7 separate regions of the Mus musculus genome follow, and regions 1, 3, 4, 5, 6 and 7 are each linked to region 2. Evidence: chromatin contacts called from public promoter capture Hi-C data. All regions are on one chromosome and are shown on one strand. The core of a region is the stretch at or near the end of the contact, and the rest is flanking DNA. Distances in the headings are between cores, read along the strand shown.

Region 1 (2,793 bases), core at 96-2,595, 1.4 Mb before region 2:
CATTTGAAAAGAAGGAAGCGACATGCGGGCGGCTGGCACCACATTCCCGAAGTGTTTTGAGTTTCGGGTGAGAAACGGCTAAGCAGCCGCGGCGCTCCCGGTTCCCTTTCACCTGCGACACTCTACGCCCGCCTAGGCACTGCCTGCTGCCCTTCCCCATCTCTTCTAACTCGGTATACAGCCCCGGCCCCTGCCTCGGGTCCCAGCGAGCATCTCCCGCCACCCAGCCGCTCCAGGAGGATGGGAGAGAAATCCCCTGCCCCGCCCGGCCCCACCTGGCCAGCGTCAAGCAGAGGAGCCGGTGCCTGCCGCCCCCCAGCCCTTCGCCGCGCAGGGCTGTAATAATTACATCCTCATTATTTCTTCTGCGATCGTTAGGGAAAGAGCCCGAGAACAGCAACAGCAGCTGCCGGGGGAGGCTTAGTTACAAAACCCTGCGCTGGGTAGCGCTTCGCTTAGCAACCACCCCTAAAAAAGCCCCCGTGCTCCCGGCTCGCACTTGGAGAGCCCAGCAGCGGCCACCCCCTCCCAAGCCCGAGGCCCAGGCCCTGCCGGGCGCGAAGGCTGTTGCAAAGGGCACAAGTGGCCCCTCCCCGCCTCCGCGACCCCAGTGCCCGTACCACCAGCTCCAAGCACCTTTCATTCATTCCCAGTCTAGGTCCGGGTGTCCACCCGGGCTTGGGGGAGGGGAAACCCAGGTCGCACCCCACTGCCCCACCAGAGTCCCTCTCTGGCCGGGGCCCCGGGCTGCACCCCCTTACCCGGCCTCGCGGAGCGGGGAATTTCACACCTCCGCCTCGCTCCTGCACCCAGGGAGCCCGTGTGCCAGCAATCCTGCCGCGGGGCGCTGCAGCCCGGAAGGACCCCAGCGGCGGACCCCGGAGCACCAGCCGTCCCTGGGGTTATTCTCACGCTCCCGGATCGGGTCCCCGGGAGCCTCTTATCCCCAACGCAGCCACTCAGGCAGGGCCCTCGCCGGTCCGGCTCGCAGCACCGCCCCCTCCCTGCCCCGACGGCACTCGCCACTTAGCGCCCAGGTCCCCGCATCCCGGTCCCCGCGGCCCCGCGCGTCTCGCACCTTCCTCAGAGCAGACATCCTTGGGCTTTCCTAGTTCAGTGGGTGCAGAGCGACATGGCAAGGTGGCCACCCCTCAGGCCAGGCGGTGCGCACAGCACTGCCGCCAGCTCCCAAGCTCGAGAATCCTTGGGTCCGTGCGTCGATCCGCAGTCTGTCTGTCCCCCGCTGCCGCTACCGCTTATCGCCTCCACCACCGCCACCGCCAGCGCCACCACCGCCGCCGCGCGCTCCGACCCCGTTCGAGCCCGGCGCACGGTCGGTCCTCACGGCCGGCGCCTGCGCACTCGGCGCCCGGGGAGGCACCGGCGCACTGGGGGGCGGCCGGTGCGTGGCTCCATCTGAGGAAGGGCCCAGCGCCACGCGCCTAGGGGGAGCGCTCAGGCCGCGGTGCCGCTGCCAATGGCAAGCCTGGCCCAGAGGTCGCATGGCGCTCACGGCCCGGGAGCCCGCGCACAGCGGATCCCAACTGTTGCGCGCAGAGCGTTGGGTCACTCCAGGACAGTGATGGTTCCCGGAGGGGGAGCGGAGAGGTCCCACACCGCGTGTGCTCCGTGTGTTTGTAGGTCAGCGTGGGAACCCACAAGCAAGCCAATGCGCCTGGGAAGGGCCAGCTCAATGTGAACCGAGATGTGGGATCTGCAGACGCATCGGCACCCTGAACTCTGCACGGTGAAAGCCTATTGGGCTCCCAGGTCATAGAGAGGGAGCGATGGAAGATAGGAGCTCTCAGCACTGGCCACTAAGAGAGCACAGTGCTGCTCTGGGTGCTGTGAAATAAGACCACTGTTTCCACCTGTTACCTCCCAGCTCTGGTAAACTGCTGCTTCTGGGCTCACAGGAATCCCCAGCACCTTGAACAGCAATCTTTAGTCATAAACCTGGTCCAGATAGAGGGCTGAGATGGTGTCGGCCCTTGTTTGCTGCTGCACTCGGAAGCAAAGAAAAAAAACTATCTTTTTTTTTTTCCTCAGCGAAATCAGAAACACAACAAAAAACAGTCTGGCAAATTCAGCAAAATTAGCCATATTTTGATGAAACCTAATTAGATTCGTGGGGATACCCTTTTTAGATCCACTGAACAGTCAAGAAAAGTTTCTGTGGCCTAGAGTAAAAGGTGCTGACAACTAAAGACATAGTTTGGCACCGGGCTCTGGGGATACTCACTACACCTGCTTAACCTTGGGCCGGTCTCTAGGCTCCGTGTAAATATAATAGGGGGCTTTCGTCTCCGTTGTCAAGAAGTTTAAATGTGACCAAAACTTAATCAATAAGGTGACTATTTACAGAAAGGTGAATGGGTGTCGAATAGAGGAGAGACAGGTGAACAGCCCTGTATTTCCCTAAATCCCAAGATCTTTTCCATAAAAACAGCCTCCATAAGATGTTTTTTCCTATGATCAATCAACTGCAGTGCACTTTCAGAGCAAAATACTAAGGTGTGTGAAAGATACACAAATGGATCAAAGGTATCTGATGTGACTTTTTTCTAGTGTTTGTAGCACACTCCATTTGGATTCCACTATCGAAAGAGAGAGAGAGAGAGAGAGAGAGAGAGAGAGAGAGAGAGAGAGAGAGGAAGGAAGGAAGGAAGGAAGGAAGGAAGGAAGGAAGGAAGGAAGGAAGGAAGGTGGGTTTCCAGACCTCGAATAAAAAATCTAGACTGCACATCAAGTTGAAGATTCTAATATCCACTTTTCTCCTCCTCTCCACGGTGC
Region 2 (2,760 bases), core at 149-2,648:
AGATGGTAAGATGGTGGTGAGCCACCATGTGGGTACAGGGACCTGAACCCAGGTCCTCTGGAAGAGCAGCTAGTGCTCTTAACCACTAACCCATCTTCCTAACCCATTTATGTATGTATGTATGTATGTATGTATGCACATACGTATGTGTGAGTGTGATTATTTTTGAGGCAGGGTTTCTCTGTTTTATAGCTCTGGCTGTCTATGAACTCAATATATAGATCAGACTTTCCTTGGAGACCACTTGCCTCTTCCAAGTGCTAGGATTAAAGGCATTGTGTCATCAAGCCTGTTTTTTTTTTTTTTTTTTTTTTTTTTTTTTTTTTAGCATTTTTTGGTCACTGGCTTAGTTGATTTACAATGTCCTAACTTGACTGACTTCATTTTGTATGGTGGAGGTGAGTGGACCAACTGAGGTAGTTGCTTTTCTCCTGCTCTGTGGGTTCTGGGGAACTCGAGTCACCTGACTTGGTGACATCAGCTCCTGTTGTCAAGACTGTGCTGGAGCAGCTACTTTCTAAGTGTTTTCATCTATCTGCTGACATTTCACTTCAAGTAGCCACACAGAAAAGCAAACCGCTCTGGCTTTTCCTGGCTCATTGGCCACCCTCAAATAACTGTCAATACATCTGCAATTAAATGTGTGAGTGCTCAGTCCAGAAAGCCACCTTAAGACTTCTTGCTGGGATCACTCCTATTACCAAAGGGCAGTGCTAGGACCACTCAACAAAACAGAGGCTACAGGGACTGAGGACTGAGCTCTGACTACATGGATGATGGAAACAGAAAAGTGGATCACCTGAAGGTTAGCTACTGGCCCCGGGGTGGAAGAAACACCAGGAATGACTGATAGTTATTCACTATGGCCTTATTCTAGACCTTCTGATGGAGCATCATCTGTGTGGGTGGTACAAAATAGGCTGGAGCTAAGAATGGGCTGAGAGCTGAGTGTTGAGAGTCTCGGCTTGTTAGAGTCGTAGTCAAATTCCAGGCTGAAGCCGAGAGTCTCCTCTTGCAGTTTCTATCGTTGGCTTCAACTGGCTGAGCTCCAGCAGGTACCATTTGTACAGGGAGTGAGTGTGTCCGCATTCTGTACATCACAGAGCGGGCAGGGAAGGGTGGCTAAGAGATCTGCGAGCAAAAGACGAATAAAGGTATGCTCTCCATTAAGCCACCTCTGAGTGCCACTGCTATCATAGTCCTGAGTCAGCGACTAAGAAGGGAGCTTTCTGCGGACCACCGAGCATCCGGGCAGGAGCGGCGGAGCTGGGCTCCCAGTGACGAGGACTCTCCTCCTCCTGCGTCCCAGACAGCACAGAATTTCTCGTGTCTGCGTCTGATTTTTCCTTTGCGGCAGCGCTCAAGCCTCTCCATCTCAGTATCCCCGTTTCCAGGACTACCTCCTGGTGACGTCAAGGGGCAGAGGTTCCAGACCTCTGAGAACTCACTTACGAGAGCCCTGCGTAGTAGTCCGGCGCCCCTGTCCCTGTGTGGCTCAAGCGCACTCGGACTCCGCATCCAGTGCTGTTCACAAGCAGCGCCCAGACCGCAAGCTGCGGACGCGTACGGGCATCCTAGGAACGCGTTGCTGCGAGCGTCGCCCAGCAACGACTTTTCCAGCGCGGAGAAGCTGCCAAGTGCAGAAGCCGGGAGAGCGCACGCGCGTCTCGCGCGGGAAGCGGTGCATTATGGGAGGCGCGCGCTTTTGCCGCTTCCGCGAATATGGCGGCGCCGTAGTTAGGGCGCGGGATCCTGGGGCGCGGGGAGGCTGCAGTGCGCAGTCCGGGCGCGGTAATGGCGACTCCGGATCAGAAGTCGCCCAACGTTCTGCTGCAGAACCTGTGCTGCCGGATCCTGGGCCGGAGCGAAGGTACGCGTCCCGGGGTTCAGGGCTGTGGAGACTGAGCGCCATGACCCCCGCCGGCCGGGTGCTGTTCTCCCCGGCCCCCGGGAAGGAAAGGGGTGCGGCTCGCGGACTGTCCCTGCCCTGGGGGCCCAGGCCGGAGCTGCTGTAGCGGCCGAGTTTGTTTTTGGGTTCGTCCAGACAGCACGGCAGCCTGCAGCTCTGCTTCTGCGTGCTTCTCACTCTGCTGTCACCTTTGCCTCTGGTGATGATGAGTCCTGGTTAGATGATGCTCGCTTATTCCTGGACGGTTCAGCTAGCGAATAATGCTTCTAAGAAGCCAGACCCCCAAGGCAGTCCTGCCCACTTTACCCGTACTGTCGCCGCCGTAGTTGGGGGTGGGGAAAATGTCAAGGATCTGGTTTCATGAAGCTCATTTTGGAGATGAGTGGGGACGCGTCTTGAGGGAAGGTTTTAGTAATTGACATGACTGGGTTGCCTTAGAATGTTGAGACAAATCGCGCAGGTTTTCAAGGGAAGACTTTAAACAAGAACCGAGTTTTAAAAACTGAGAGAGCCTTTTGATCTTTCATAATTTGTAACAACCTATGTAACAACTTGTCAGCGTAGAGGATGAATTACTGTGTCACTACTAAACCGTTGACTTAACTCCCTTCTTGCTTTATTCCTTGTAGTGTTTCACTGTGCAGTTTGTTCATGTAAGAAATCTTTGAGGCTTCCTCGACCCTATTATGCCATGAGAGATGCTCCTGTCTAATGGAGGGAATGTGACTAGCACGTTGGTGAATACACAGTGTTTGTGGGTGATAAAGGGCTAGGGAGAAGGCGGATAGGAGGAGCTTAGAGTTCCAGTATCTGGGGAGAGTGTGAGTGCAGAGGATAGTTTACTTTTCTGA
Region 3 (2,716 bases), core at 116-2,615, 1.1 Mb after region 2:
CCAACAGCCAACAGTTCCCGGCGGGCACGCAGGCTCCGCCTCTTCGCCACTCTGGGCAGCCCGGGTCTTCGGGTGGGCTGCAGGTCCCTCACCTGCCCCGCTCCTCTCCAGCCAGAGCCCAGCTCGCGTCCACCGATCGCAGCGCAGTCGTACACCTAGTCGGCTGCGATCCTCCCTTTCACCCTCTTCCTCCCCAAGACACACCGCGCCGGCGCCCCTCGCAGTCGGCCCGGAGCCCTGTCCAGAGCCAAGAGAGGGCCCAGGAGAGCAGGGCCTGGGCGATCGCGCGACCCCGAGTCAGGACTGCCCAGTACTTTATGTAACACTTAGAACCAGAACCTGGCGGGAGGCGGCGACTCTCCGGACCCGCACTCAGCTCCGCCGGAGTACGGCCCGCAGCCCTCTCTCTAGCCCGGTGCCCGCGCCCTACGGCCGCGGCGCCCGCATAGCACTCCACCTCGCGCGGCCGCCTTCACCCCCTCCCCGAGGACGCGGCCGAGCCCCGCGCCCCCTCCCCCGCAGCACCGCCTCATCACTTCACTACAAAGAGCGCTTTGGTCGCGCAGCCTTGCAGCCAGCCGTTCGCGCTCCTTCCTTCTCCATGTCCCGGAGCTCGGTACACAAGGACCTCGGCGTATCAAAGGCGCTCCAGACCTTTTGTTCCTAGCCCTCCGAGGACGCTACCGGGCGCTCCGGCTCCAGCAGGACCGGTCAGCCTCGCCGCCGGGACCCAGGGATGGACGCGGCCGCCCCCGCCCATCCATCACCCGCCGTACCTTGGTATTTGGCGTCGATCTCCCGCATCAGCGAGACGTTCCTCTGCAGGTCGAAAGGCAGTGACTCGATTGAGTCCAGGTAATCCTCCACATAGTTCACCAGGTGGATCTGCTCCCCGTTGGCAGGACTCAACATGGTTCACCCCGGAGGTCCCCGGCGATTCGGCGGCTTTCCGCTTCCTCCACCCCCCGCCCCCCTCAAACAGCACTGCAAAATGCAAAGCTCTCTCGCCCTTCCGCGCCCCCCCGCCGCTCCGGCCGGGCTGGCCGGCGGCTACATCTGGCGCCTGCCGCGCCGCCTCCGGGGCCGCGGGGACCCCGGCGCCTGCAGGCGCGGGCCGCGGCGGCCGAAGCTCAAGCGCACACCCCGCCGGCCGTGCAGGCCCCCTCCCGGGCGGCGGGCGGCGCGGGGGGCCGTGCGTACTAGCGCGCACACACCCAAAGAGGGCCGGCCACCGCCGCCCACCCGCCACCAGCGTGGAGAGCGGAGAGAGCGGGGCCGGCTGCGGGAAGGGCGCGCTCCGCCGCCCGCCTCGCCGCACTTGTCCAACGTGGAAAACCCAAATACCAGTTTCAAACACTTGGGAAACATTCAGCCCCGCGCGCAGCGCGCATGCGCCCCGCCACCCCTCCTCCCGGAGGCGGCCCCGCCCCCACCGCATTCACGCCCCTCACCGTCCCGGGCCGGGGGGCGGCGGGCCGCGAGGCCGGCCCGCGCGGGGGCGTGGCCTGTCATTGTCGCTGGGGGCCAGGGTCGCCGAGGGGACAGCGGCGGGGTCGCCTGGGCAGGGGAGACCGGCGACGCGAAACTTTACTAGGAGTTTGACACTCGGTGGCGGACCTACTGGGCGGAGCCGCACGCCGGCCGGGAACCGCGGGGTGCTAGCCTGCTCCTCGAGACACGCCGGGGCCGGACGAGCCTCCAGATCGCTGCCTTCAAACCGACTAACCTGAGAAGAGCCACCCTCCGCTGGGTTAACTGCATTCCCCCGCCTCCTAGCGCGGTATAAATAGGGCCCCCGAACAGAAATGGCAACGGCGTCAGCCAATCCCCTTGCGACTCTTACCTCTGCGGCCAATCTGGACGAGAAGGAGGTGTGGTGGGATCGGCAACGCCCCCCGCACGCCTAGTACTAGAGAGCTGTCCTCTTCCAGGAGGGACGAGCGGGCGGAGCCGAGCGAGGCGGAAGTGGACGCGCAGGCGCAGCTCCCTGGCGATGGATGCGGACCCGCGCGGGAGGGCAGCTATCGACACGCAAAGGGACCACCACTCCCAGCATCCTCGGCGCCTCCACGCGCCTGCGCCTTCCGCCCCCATCGTCCCTTTGTGTCGCCTCCCGGTGCTGGGTTTAGAATGGCCTGGAGACAAAGGGGCCCCCGAGGGGTGCTCTTTTCAGCGCGGAGATCTACGGTGGGCGGGCTGGCGGGAGCAGCTCTTCTCTGATCCTAACTAGCTCTTCCCCTCCCTGCCGCATCTGAGGCTGCCCATGTCCTCGTCACACTGAGTTGGCAGCGGGCACCGCAGTGTGCTTCCCGCAGGGGAGCACAACCTTCAGCTTCCCATCCCGCCCTTCCCCCACAGCTGCCGGATTTAGGGCTTTCTGAAAAGCCCGGGCAGAGCGAGGGGTTGCCTAGGCGACGGGCCCCGGCGGTCCCGCCCTCTTCCTGCCTAGGCACCGCCCTGGGGCGGAGCCTGGCCTGTGGTCGCCACATTCGCGCCTTTGTATGGCTGGGACTGTGGTGCGGCTGTCCTATTCGCCCCTCTGAGTCCCAGGTCCTCAATCTTGCTCGGCCGCCTGGGCGAGAGCGGTGGACCCGCTGCTGTGGCCTCAGGTGCGCAGGGCTGGTGATGGCGCTCTGCCTCGCCTGCGGTGTCTGCTGCGCCGGGTCAGCTCGCAGCCTTCAGCCATCTGGAGTTTGCCGTGTTTCAGCCTCAGGCA
Region 4 (2,713 bases), core at 170-2,669, 1.2 Mb before region 2:
TGGTGGCTCACACGTGTAATCTCTGCACTTGGAAAGCTGAAACAGACAGGAAGATCTCGATTTCTAATTGAACTTGGGCTGTCTAGCAAGACTCCTGTTCAAAACAAAATTGGAAGGTAAGTAAACATTTCTGATTCCTTTCCCCAAGCTGCTGTGGGAATAGCAATCATGCAGTGGGAAGCAAGTATCTCCTGAGAACAGGTTAGTCAAACGCGCGCTTGTGTGTGTGCGTGTGTGAAATCTATTTGTGTGTGTGTGTGTGAACGTGTGTGAATGTGTATGGGTGAATGTGTGTGTATATGTGTGAGAAATGTATGTGTGAATGTGTGTGTGAGAAATATATGTGTGAACGTGTGTGAATGTGCGCGCGCGAATGTGTTGTGTGTGAACGCTCATTTGTATGTGTATATGTGTGACAAATGTGTGTATCTGTGAATGTGTATGTGTGAATGTGTGAATGTGTATGTGTGCATGTGTGTGTGTGTGTGTGTGTGTGTGTGTGTGTGTGTGTATGTGAATGTACCTAAATACAATCTGCTCAGTCTATACAATGTTACTTGCATGTGTAGGGCTTCCAGGGCAGACCATTGGGTACTGAATAACCAACCACTGAATACTGGATAACCAACCACTGGGTACTGGATAACCAACGGTACTCTTCCTTGGGGAAGGCTATCTCTCCCACTCTCAGCAATCCTTAGTTGCCTATAGTTCTGTGTGTAGGGTTGAGGCTTTGTGAGCCAATTAGCATGTCTACTGGTATCATCTTTGTCCAGCTCCTGTTCCAGTAGTCATGTGGGCAAAACTTTTTAGCTGTAGCCTCTGACACTCCTAAGAGAAACGGAAAACGGAGAATTATTCAACAAAGTCACATTACTGACTTGGAGCACTGGCTTTTGACTCTAAGTTCCTAACACCACCTTGTTTTTGTGGTGGCACGTTGTTTTGCTCCTTTATCCTGGTTCCTTGCAGATTGACTTTAAAGACGATCATTAAATCAAAGCAGCATGTCTCCAGGCTGCTGGGTTATCATTTCAGATCATTTCAGGTTGCTGAAGTCCCTCATTAAGGGATGCTGTAGTGCGGGTGCAGCCTGCAATCTGGAAAACCCTGTGATTGGGTAGAGAGAAAAGTGATGGAGCCCATCGGCTGTGACTGTGTGACACCCGGGTGGGCTCTATGTGTCATTTCACAATGCAGTAGGAAAGCCCCGTGTGGCTGGGATGGCTCAGTGCCCAATCAGGCCTAAGGCTCGAAACCAGCACTAGAGGTCAGAAAGAGCTGTAGAGCCTGCGGTCCCGCACAACAACGCAGGTGGGCGTGCCGTCCGGCGCTGCCCCTGCGCCGCCCCGCCCCCTCGGTCGCCGCGCCGCCCCACGCCGATTGGCTTGTCCGCAGCCCGTCGGCCGTCACGTGCCGGAGCGTCCCAGGCGCCTGGCTGTGGGCGGCCGGGCATGGACCCTCAGGCAGCCACCGGTCGGGGCCCGGGCGAGCGGAGTTCGCAGGAGGCCCCCAGCGCGGAGGTGAGCGCGACGGGGTGGGGGACGCGGGCATCCGCGACCACCCAGGCGGGAAACCGCGGGGTTCACGCGCTGCCGGGAGGCCGCTCACCCGGGAAACGCCGGGGCCGCGCGAGTGCACGCAGAGAGCCTGGCCGGTAACGGCAGTGGGCGCGGGAACGCGCGCGGACCCGAGCCCTAGGCTGTGGCTGGCGCTGAAGGGAGAGGGACACTGGGGCTGCTGGGGAGCATCTGCGGGAGTGAATGCAGGGAACGCGGAGCTGGCTTCCCGGAGCCGGCTGCCCTGAGCCCGCTCCAGCCGCAGGGGGCTGGGTCAGGTGGGAGCTGCGAGGAAACGGATTTTTTTTTTCTCACCTTGAGGACCTCTGGCCATTGGTGGGGATGTGTAGCTGACCTTGGACGCCAGATGTCACCCGTGCTTTTTCCCATTTGATGAAACGAATGGTCCCCTTGTGACACGGGTTTTCAGAAACTTGTTTTTAAGTGCGCGCCATACAGCCTTTCCCCATGACCTGCCCGTATTGCATCCACCTACTGCGAGCTTCTTGACTGTAGACATCCTGTTTCCCAGAAGCCGCACCTATGCCTGGTGTATCCTAATTGGATGAATGAATAGAACGCTTACCAGAGCCTCAGTGATGGTACTTGAAGCTGCTATTCAAGTACCAATAGATTTGCAAAGAAAATCACTTTTGCAAAATAGGAGAGTGATGTTGTTAGGGCGGATCTGGAAAGGATGTTCTTGGGTGAGAGGGTAGGCCCAGCAAAGGTCTGGATATGAGAAAGGGCAAGGCAAATGGCCTTGGAGCTTGGGTCGGAGAGCAGGCTTCTTACAGAAAGGAACGTGAGAGTCAATATGAATGGCATTGCTGGTCTGTGATGGCAGTGGAGGGCTCGCGAAGCTTTTAAGTGGAAGGGTGAGCAGGAGTAGGGAGATAGGCGTGAGGTTCAAGTAAGAGGTCCAGCACCATAGGGGGCAGCAGTGGTCTGTGGTTATCACGGACTACAGGAGATAGAGTCATTAAAGCTCAGGGGTGACTAGATAATGAACGGTAATTAGGGTGAGTGCTAAGTACAGTTTATTTACATGCAGGATGAAGGCTGGAAAGACAGCCATGGTGGTCTTACAGAGTTTGGCTTGGCTCTTAGCACCCACAACAGATGTCTCAGCCCTCTGCAACTCCCTCTCCAGG
Region 5 (2,849 bases), core at 335-2,834, 1.2 Mb after region 2:
TTGACACAACCAAGAGCCACCTGGGAAGAGGGAGTCTCAGCTGAGGACAACACAGATCAGTTAGCCTGTGGTATGTCCGTGGGGGGCTGTCTTGGATTTTGATTGATGTGGGACCTGACAGGAAGCAGTGCCACTCCTGAGCAGGTGGCATTGGGTGACAGAAGAAACAGAGCTACACCATGGTCTCTGCTTCAGTTCCTGCCTGACTTCCCTTAAAGATGGCTGCGACCTGGAAATACAAGTTGAAATAAACCTTTTCCCCACAGGTTGCTTTTGGTCAGGGTGATTAACATAGCAACAGACAGCAAACCAAAAGTCTGCACCCCACAGGGAGAGAATGCTAAGATAACACCTGAGACTAACAAGCATTTTCCTGCTTTGCTGTCACTCAACAGTATGTTGCTCTCTGTCCTTGACGATGAATCTGTTCCACAATAGGATGCCGTTGGGATACCCTGACGAGTCAGGCACTTTGTACCAAGACAGAGAGCTCGGTTAGTAAAAGGCTGGAGGAGAATCGACTAGATTTTCCGACACTTTACACTGGATCACGTTTTAGTTGGCTTACTGCCACTCCTGGTGGATTTATCCCCTGAAGTATTAAGAGAGAACTTAAAATGTAAATACTATTGACTTTGTCGCCAAGACTATCCAGAGTCTGGAAAAGCAGGTCGAGCCTGTCTGCATTTTGTTGGCGTAAAGAAACCATGGCTGAGGAAGACAACCATGGCTTCTGTGCCCCAAGGGCTTTAAGTTAATGTGAAGTCTAAGCCGGAGCATGCGACAGCAGTCCTTATATTAAGTGAGATTCACTCTAAGCACCGTTTTCTTTTCTTTTTAGATTTATTTATTTTTATTTATACAAGTACACTGTAGCTGTCTGTCCTCAGACACACACCAGAAGAGTGCATCGGACCCCATTACTGATGGTTGTGGGCCACCCTGTGGTTGCTGAAAATTGAACTCAGGACCTCAGTGCTCTTAACCGCTGAGCCATCTCTCCAGCCCAGCACAGCCAGTTGAAAGGTCTAAAGCCCAGAACTCTACCAGGTCTTTGCCAGACATTTAGCAAGTCAATCTAGTAATGAAACCTCAGTGCGCACAAAGAAAGGCAATTACCAAGAGAAAAACAGTCTCTAAATAAAGGGTTATTCAAAAGCCTTTCTATAGGTGTGGCAAGTCGAGCCAGTGTGTGGACGCGATCCAGCTCAGGAAACGGCCCGCATCTCCTGCATAGGCCCCCAATAACTCGGGGGAGCGGGGGGAGCCTAGTCCTCACGCAGGCCGGTCCCACCGGCTTCCCGGCGCTGAACGCGCAAGCGCCAGGCAGAAGCGACCCCGGCCGGTACCTGCGTACAGCGGCGACCACTGGAGCGCGATCGCGGCGGAAAGCAGCGCCACCACGGCCGCCGCAGCCCCACAGGCGTGAACGGCCATCCGCGGGACGCCCGGATCGATCTTACCTCCCCCGCAGGCGCGGATTGCCACACAGCGGACTCCCATGGCGGTCCAGCGCACTTCCGGGTTCCCAGGTGTCCCCGCGCGGACGCCGGGCCACCGCCATTGGTCTTCTGGGCTCCGCCCGGCGGCCCCAGCTTCCTGCACCGCCGGAAGCGTACTCCGGGTTCATCCCACCCCCAGGGTCAGCGTCCATCAATTACCCTCCGCTTACTCCGCTTGACCAGCGAGGCACCCAATCCGGCCTGGCCCCAGGTTAAGCGTTGTGGTAGCCGGCTCACTGAAGAACCTTGGCGGTTTAGGGACCTATTTCTTTTTTATTCTATAGCGTTTTGTTCGTGAACTTGATGGTTCACGATTCCCTTGGAGGTCAGCTTCCTTGGCAGCCTGTCCATAGCTGTGCTGCCCAACTAGATGATGTCTTTGGCCCTGGTGCGTCCCACAGCTAGGTCTAAGGCTTAGCATCTCTCAAACCATTTTCTGGCCTCGGTTCCTCGAGGTCTTTGTTGTCTCAATAGTAAGATAGGCAACCTCATGGTTACAACAGCTTACGCCCCCAAACCGGAAAGCATCCTGACTTAGTTCTTTCATACCCATGCCTCTTGTGCCTTTGATACTGCTTTTGACCTGTCTTTGATACTTCCACTTGTACCCTGTATGAAGCCTGGCTGAGGACAGTAGCCGCCTGGGTTGTTTTCTACAAAGTGACACAAACCGATGGCCTAAGTGTATAAACTGGCGTCTTGACCTCTCTGTGGTATGGCTAACCAAAGGGTTTTTATTGTAGATTGAGACAGAGACAGAGACAGAGACCAGACAGAGGCATCTGTGAGAGTTCAGAGCAGAGAGAGAAAGAACTAGACTGGACATGGCCAGGGCTATCAGAGAGGGGAGAACAGCAGGAGATGAAGGATATATAGAGAGAAGCAGAGAGAACACACAGCAAGAACAGTAAGGAGAATAAACGGGTGGGGTGGGCATGGGAGGCGGTGAGGTGAGAAGGTTAGCATGGACTTTGAAACGTGTAGCAGATAACTTGTGATACTGAGGGAGCCTGGAGGGCAGCATGAGCTTTGAAATGCTCAGAAACACCACAGGTAGCTATTTATGTATCTGTCCTTTCTGCCCAGAAGCCTAGGGGAAGCAGCTTTACAAATTCCTGAGGAATGCTAGCTTTTATCTAACACCCAGGAATTCTGCAGTCCAGGTTGAACTTATCTGGATGTTTGAACTGCCCTTTTGGAGTTTGGAGAACTGGAATTTCCTTTAGACCTAACGTTAAAGAATATTCGACCCTTTGACGTTGTGACACTATTGTTACACCGTGTTACTATTGCAGTAATTTTATAGGGTTGTTGTGACACTATTGATAAAATGTGTTACTGTTACAG
Region 6 (2,779 bases), core at 261-2,760, 1.2 Mb after region 2:
TCCACATTCTCCCTTAAATCTTAGCCGACTTCCAAGGGACTTTCCCAGCCAGGCAACTCTCCACCTGTGTGGGTGCAACCAAGGTGCACCGAGGAGGAGCGCTGGGCACAGGCTGGGAAGCGAAACAGAGCCAAGGGAGCCTGTGACTAGACAAACACCAGGTCCTGGGCCTCTCCGCGGCTACCCGGGCTTTTGGAGGAACTGGAGCGTCCGAAGGAAGGCGCTCTGGAACTTTCACCTTAGGACCCAGGTCCTAGGCTCCAAACTTGGCGACATACAGGCTTTCAAAGGGTGGGGACTGTAAAAAAAAAAAAAAAAAGCGGTACTGTAGCCCTGCTAGAGTCAGGGGTGCGGGAAGAGGGAGGCTGGCGTGGGTTGGGCCAGTGGAGAGGGGTTCCAGGAAAGGGCTGGCTGGGCTGGAGAAGGGCTTGGAGAAGGTATGGGAAGGAGCTGGGGCGGGAGGTAGGGGCCAGGGCTCTGGGAAGGGCAGAAAAATAAAGGAGGAACGGAGTTTGGGATTATAGGGACGGACGCAGGACGGTCCTTGAGGGAGGGGGAATGGGAAAGAATGGGGAGGGGTGGGCGTGGGGCTGAGATTTAGCAGGCAGAGAAAGGGAATTTGGGGAAGGAGAGATAGGGAGTAATAGGAACGAGGCAGGGGTGATGGGGAGTGTGGAAGGGGCTTGGGAGAAGACTGGGGGCGGGGCCTAGGCGGACCAGGGGGCGTGGGGTGGGCGTGGCGGCCGGGCACCCACGTGGTCGCAGGGCTGCGTTCACACTCCGGTACAGAGCTGTGGCGCGCTTCCTCTTTGGCACTTCATCGAGTTCGGATCTCAGGCCAGGGCCACTAGAGTTCGGGGTCCCTGGAGGCCGGGGTCCGCGTCCCCTGGCATCCTGGGCGGGTGACCGAGAAGCGCAGGGGTCATCTCCTCCGCGGCTATGCGGAAGCCGGATGGGAAGATCGTACTGCTGGGGGACATGAACGTGGGTAAAACGTCGCTGCTGCAGCGCTACATGGAGCGTCGCTTCCCGGACACGGTCAGCACCGTGGGCGGCGCCTTCTACCTGAAGCAGTGGCGTTCCTTCAACATCTCCATATGGGACACCGCAGGTGAGGGCGGCGCCGCCGGGACAGGCGGGCTTCGGGGCTCTGCGGGGTCGAGGAGTCGTCTGTGGGCAGCCGCGGGGTCTCCACTTTGGGCTGTGACATTCATTGCACCTCTGTTCCCACTTGCCTTGCTTTGCCGATTGAGAAAATCTCCAGTTCAGCAGCACTCTGTGCGTCTTCGCGAAGATTCGGGTTATCCTGGGAGAGATCTCCGATCAGTACGACTCTCGCTTCTTAGGTGCTTTAATGTCCCCCTCAGGGTGCCCTCCTTTGGTGTACAAAGCAGCCTTGGGAGTTGAGCACCGCTGCTATTACCGACTTCTTTATGAACGAGGAAACTGAGTCAGAGAGCGTTGGACCACTCTGCTGGATGTAAGGCGACTGGGAAGTAGAGTTGGAATCGCCCAGCCTCCTCGACTCACGGTTATTTACCCAGTGCCGAGTCTTGGCTGGTGCGCAAGTCACGTGAGTGGAATAGCTTCCTGTACTGGCATTTTTAAGATAGGTAGTGAATTATTTTTAGTGCGTGTACAACTTCGTCTTGGACTTTCCCGATTAATTTGCTTCTGTCTTCTCCCTTTTCCATGATAAAGAAATAAGATACTTTAAGTGAAACAAACGAACCCGGAAATAGTATGGTATAGTTTCAGGGAGAGAGGTTTCCAATGTATGAAACTCCCAAGTTCTGACTTTTTATGTTGTGTAAAGTGTGGTGGCGCACGCCTTTAATCCCAGCACTTGGGAGGCAGAGGCAGGAGGATTTCTGAGTTCGAGGCCACCCTGGTCTACAGAGTGAGTTCCAGGACAGCCAGGGCTATACAGAGAAACCCGTCTTGAAAAACCAAAAAAGAGTGATGTACTCAAAAGCCTCGCTCCTAATCCCTGACTCCTTGTCTTGCGCGTATCAATCTGTTGGCTATGTAATACATTCTGATCAAGCTGAGTTAGTGAAGGTCTGGGGAGCTTCCCTCCCTCCTCTGTCTTCCCCGTTCCTTACTTAGCCACCGTGGGAAATGGACTGATTTCTACTTTCCCTGTCTTTCCTTTGGCTCTGGTCTTTACTCCGCGTTGCAGGCAGAGCCTCCGAGTTTTCTCAGGCTGTCTACCTGCCACTGAGCACTCATGAATGCAATATCTCAGAGTCAAGACTAGTCAGACTCTGGACTCCTTTTCCAGCCTCCGACAGAGCTCCGCCTCTACGCTTGGCTTAAATGGCTTGCCTGCTGCTCTGGGTTTGTAAGAGGAGAAAGCAGAATTGGTCAGCTTTCCCCACACCTCTTAATGTTTCTGGAGTAGCGATAGATGTGTGGCCGACACAGCACAGGGTAACTGTGTCCCCGCTAGCTGTTTCAATTTGGTGGGTGGAGCCACTTTCTTCGTCAAGGCCGAGGATATGATGAATCCGGAATGTTGGTCAGCAGGGGATTTTGTAACACTGCCTGAGAACTTGCTGATTCCCTCTGTGGGGGCGGGAGCCGTTCAACTCATTTCCAGGCCTCCTCGGCTGCTTTTGTGTTCCTGGAAGCCTAAGTGTGAAGGCAGATGACGGGAGCCTTGCCGGGTGGCCAGGCCCCCTCTTCACATTCTTGATGTCTGTGTACACATGCTCAGGGGAACAAGGTACAGAGTCAACAGTGGTCCATATCACCAACTTTGTGCCTGCTTTGCTGG
Region 7 (2,855 bases), core at 192-2,691, 1.1 Mb before region 2:
CTTTCTAGAGATTAATTAGGGGAAATAAATTGCATGTCACTCACCATGAGAGAGTGAAGCTACCTTGTCTGCCCAAAACAGAGCACTTTGATACTGTTGCTGCATACAAAAAGCAAACACAGGGTGACTGCTGTTGCCCCCACAGTCGACTAATATAAATCCACACACCAAATCCACCACTCACTACAACACGTTCTTAGATGTAGCACGGGGCCCACCAATCACCTGTATTTTACAGCTCAGCTAGTGTGAGTTTTAGGTCGTCATTACCGTAAGAACTTCATATATACAATTCAAGATAGCAGTTTAACTCATACACTACCAAAAATGTATCAGCTAGTATCTAAAACAGTGCATAAGCGATTGAAATGCAGTCATCTAGAACTTCTGATACTGACATTTATGTAATAACACTTCCCACAAGCTCAAATGAATCCTAAAGTAGCATCTAGCAGAGCACTAGATTCAAATATTTCACAATTAAACCCATAACCCTTAACAGTCACTGGTCATGGGCAATGTCGCCCCCTGTAGTCAACTCTAACAACACTTAATCTGACAGCGGAAAGACACTCAGGAATCTGTCCTGGTTAGTGCTGATCCCTAGCTCTTACTGCCTCTGCCTCAGTTCCTCAGGATATAGTCAGAACAGGGTAGCCCAATGAGTAGCCAGGAGAAAGTCTTATGGACCCGAGAATCTGCTCTGAACAGATGCCCCCAGAGTGAAAAAAGAGGCCCACATTGTCCTCTCTACATCTCAGTGCCAAAGAAAATAATCACAAACCGACTGCCCCTTAGCACGCAGCCTTCCAGCGAAGTGCAAACCTCTGGCTCATTCACTTAGCATCTCTTCCGTTTCCCATTTATCGGGAGAGCAAGCATTTTAGCAAAAAACCAAATGACATGACAATGACGTGGACCCCAGAGACACCCCTTCCCTCGAATAGTCCCGGCTTGTCCACTCGAGAGCAGCGCGGAGGCTGAAGATCCAGCACGGGGTATTGTTTCCAGTCCTAACTGGAGACAGCTAGCTTGTCTTCCCAAGTATTCTGTCCAATAAGAAACACAACTAAATCCTCCCAAATGTCCTACGGTCCGGCCAGATTCCAAGGTCCCAGTGCAGCCGTCCCAGCCCAGCCCAGCCCTGCTCCCGCAGTCCACGCAGGATCGGAGCCATCGGGGCCGCGCTCCCCGCCGGGCCCCACCGCCCCGAAGCCCAGCGTCCGGCCCCCCGCCGCGCACCTGGTCCAGGTACTGCCGGACGCGTTTGCGCAGCGGCTCCAGGTTCATGGCCGCGAGGCCAGGGCAGGCACCCGACGCCCTCTCGAGCCTCCGCGCGCCCCCGGGGTGTCGAGGGACCCAAGCCCGCCGACCACCGCCCGGACCAGACCCCGCGCGCCACACGGCACTTCCGCTCCGACAGGCCCTACCCCGGAAGTCCCGTGCAAAAGCGTTCCCCCCGTCGGGTGTGTGCCCACTCTAATGGTTCCGTGGCGATCTTGGGCGCCAGCTCCTAGTCCTAACCTGTTCGCCTTTGTCCGGGAGGGAAAAGGGATCTAGCGGGACTCCGTGCCTTCCGGGAGTGGAAGAGACGCTTCTATAGCTACCCTTCTCCCTACCGGATATTTTTAAGATCGAATTTTTCTCTCTACAGTCCTGGGTGGTCCAGAGCTGTCCCTGGGTACCAGACTGGCCTCTTACTTTCAGACTCCTACACACACACACACACACACACACACACACACACACACAAACACACCTCCTTGGGTGCTGGAAATAAAGAGGTCCATCACCACACAGGGTATTTTGTGTTCTTAAAATTCCATTCTGTGCACTGTGCAGCCTTTTGAAAGTATAGAGACTGGTACCACTCAAATGTTCTGCTCTCACCCCTGTGAGCAGTTGGCTGCATCCTTTTCTGTGAATGACACATATGTATGACAGGGTAATATTTTAAGGACACACACACTTTTCCTGTCTTCTCCATTTGTAGGTAGTGATCCAACCGTACTTATTGACTTGAAGCGGGTGTGTGGTAAGGCATAGTTGACCATATTTACGGCTGTTTTCATTCATTTTACGAATAGAATTGTTTTATAAAGGAAATTTGTGCTGTCACCACAGATGGTAAACATCAAAGACAGGAATTTAATCTTTAAGTCAGATGTTATTCAGAGAGCTAGTTATCTGAGAAAGAAGCGGATTAACATTCTAACACCCCGTCTTTTTATCTCATCTCCAGCCAAGAAAACCTTATAAAGAGCAAACAAAGGCAATTATTCCAAAGTTTAATACTGCCTCTGGTCAAGGGTCAGCCTTACTCCTGAGATTATACTGGTTTGTGTCTCCGTATGTCTCCTGCACTTCTTCCTGTTATTGCTCTGTGCAGCTGGGTTTGCACCGTCCCAGGCTGCCGAGACCTTCATTGTTCCTGGAGAGACACTTGGGACAAACAAACGATTAGCAGTGTGTATGTGTTGAGCTATTTGCAGAATGCATTGCAGGTTTCTTTACGACAGTACGAAGCACAAGTGTATGCTTGCAGAATATTAAGGAGCCCCATCTGCCTCTCCTGTCTGCAGTGAATTTTCCTGAATTGTCTTGAGTTTCCCATGATCTCTCTGTAAAGCCTACAACAACACTATGGAGTTCCTCTTTTCCTTTGTCTTCCCAGATGTAGCGACTACAACATATCCTACCTAGCATATCCTACCTAACATATCCTACCTAGCATATCCTCCTCTGCATCCTTTCTGTACTTTGTCTGTGTGTGTAATTACAAATATATCTCCTCTTCTACAAGCAAGCTGAGAGGTACAATATTTCATTCTGAGACGTGCTTGGCTCACGAGGAT

What was found. Promoter capture Hi-C pulls out the DNA fragments that hold promoters and counts their contacts. Capture Hi-C pulls out chosen DNA fragments and counts their contacts.
Region 1: a promoter capture Hi-C map of adipose tissue shows a contact between it and region 2, with 2.7 times the contacts expected there. The contact joins the promoter of Dlgap2 here to the promoter of 4931415C17Rik in region 2. A contact is called at or near these places in 2 of 39 promoter capture datasets (the C10 cell line and stem cell-derived epiblast-like cells) and 1 of 9 other capture datasets (adipose tissue).
Region 3: a contact with region 2 is called in a promoter capture Hi-C map of embryonic stem cells, with 2.2 times the contacts expected there. The contact joins the promoter of Ing1 here to the promoter of 4931415C17Rik in region 2. A contact is called at or near these places in 10 of 39 promoter capture datasets (the 3T3-L1 cell line, the C10 cell line, the HPC-7 cell line and 6 more), 1 of 15 datasets of contacts at CTCF or cohesin (pro-B cells), 9 of 484 Hi-C or Micro-C datasets (CD4 T cells, CD8 T cells, cerebral cortex and 6 more), 13 of 115 datasets of contacts at active chromatin or transcription factors (T-cell acute lymphoblastic leukemia, astrocytes, a beta-TC-6 cell line and 9 more) and 2 of 9 other capture datasets (adipose tissue and liver).
Region 4: a contact with region 2 is called in a promoter capture Hi-C map of adipose tissue, with 2.3 times the contacts expected there. The contact joins the promoter of Coprs here to the promoter of 4931415C17Rik in region 2. A contact is called at or near these places in 2 of 39 promoter capture datasets (erythroid cells and liver) and 1 of 9 other capture datasets (adipose tissue).
Region 5: a contact with region 2 is called in a promoter capture Hi-C map of pre-B cells, with 9 times the contacts expected there. The contact joins the promoter of Naxd here to the promoter of 4931415C17Rik in region 2. A contact is called at or near these places in 10 of 39 promoter capture datasets (the 3T3-L1 cell line, the C10 cell line, the HPC-7 cell line and 6 more), 1 of 484 Hi-C or Micro-C datasets (CD4 T cells), 4 of 115 datasets of contacts at active chromatin or transcription factors (embryonic forebrain, embryonic stem cells, forebrain and 1 more) and 1 of 9 other capture datasets (liver).
Region 6: a promoter capture Hi-C map of liver shows a contact between it and region 2, with 4 times the contacts expected there. The contact joins the promoter of E230013L22Rik here to the promoter of 4931415C17Rik in region 2. A contact is called at or near these places in 4 of 39 promoter capture datasets (hematopoietic stem and progenitor cells, hippocampal neurons, liver and 1 more), 2 of 484 Hi-C or Micro-C datasets (B cells and CD4 T cells), 3 of 115 datasets of contacts at active chromatin or transcription factors (embryonic forebrain, microglia and pro-B cells) and 1 of 9 other capture datasets (liver).
Region 7: a contact with region 2 is called in a promoter capture Hi-C map of liver, with 3 times the contacts expected there. The contact joins the promoter of Cdc16 here to the promoter of 4931415C17Rik in region 2. A contact is called at or near these places in 6 of 39 promoter capture datasets (hematopoietic stem and progenitor cells, liver, neutrophils and 2 more) and 1 of 484 Hi-C or Micro-C datasets (CD4 T cells).

What each region holds. Positions count from the first base shown.
Region 1 is chr8:14,094,427-14,097,219 of GRCm38.p6, reverse strand. Dlgap2 (DLG associated protein 2) reads right to left here and starts at 1,345. Exons shown (of 16, transcript NM_172910.3): 1 at 1,079-1,345.
Region 2 is chr8:12,671,065-12,673,824 of GRCm38.p6, reverse strand. 4931415C17Rik (RIKEN cDNA 4931415C17 gene) reads right to left here and starts at 1,398. Exons shown (of 2, transcript NR_166502.1): 1 at 800-1,398. It overlaps Tubgcp3 (tubulin, gamma complex associated protein 3), which reads left to right and starts at 1,725. Exons shown (of 22, transcript NM_198031.1): 1 at 1,725-1,870. The coding sequence starts at 1,795.
Region 3 is chr8:11,555,106-11,557,821 of GRCm38.p6, reverse strand. Ing1 (inhibitor of growth family, member 1) reads right to left here and starts at 1,365. Exons shown (of 2, transcript NM_011919.5): 1 at 777-1,365. The coding sequence starts at 912.
Region 4 is chr8:13,888,977-13,891,689 of GRCm38.p6, reverse strand. It overlaps Coprs (coordinator of PRMT5, differentiation stimulator), which reads left to right and starts at 1,419. Exons shown (of 4, transcript NM_025556.3): 1 at 1,419-1,523. The coding sequence starts at 1,455.
Region 5 is chr8:11,496,241-11,499,089 of GRCm38.p6, reverse strand. It overlaps Naxd (NAD(P)HX dehydratase), which reads right to left and starts at 1,584. Exons shown (of 10, transcript NM_001190357.1): 1 at 1,464-1,584. The coding sequence starts at 1,503.
Region 6 is chr8:11,476,660-11,479,438 of GRCm38.p6, reverse strand. E230013L22Rik (RIKEN cDNA E230013L22 gene) reads right to left here and starts at 1,510. Exons shown (of 2, transcript NR_126558.1): 1 at 756-1,510; 2 at 1-298. It overlaps Rab20 (RAB20, member RAS oncogene family), which reads left to right and starts at 799. Exons shown (of 2, transcript NM_011227.2): 1 at 799-1,111. The coding sequence starts at 940.
Region 7 is chr8:13,756,242-13,759,096 of GRCm38.p6, reverse strand. Cdc16 (CDC16 cell division cycle 16) reads right to left here and starts at 1,441. Exons shown (of 18, transcript NM_027276.3): 1 at 1,243-1,441; 2 at 45-99. The coding sequence starts at 1,290. The region is part of intron 1 of Gm46032 (a long non-coding RNA gene); the gene reads left to right.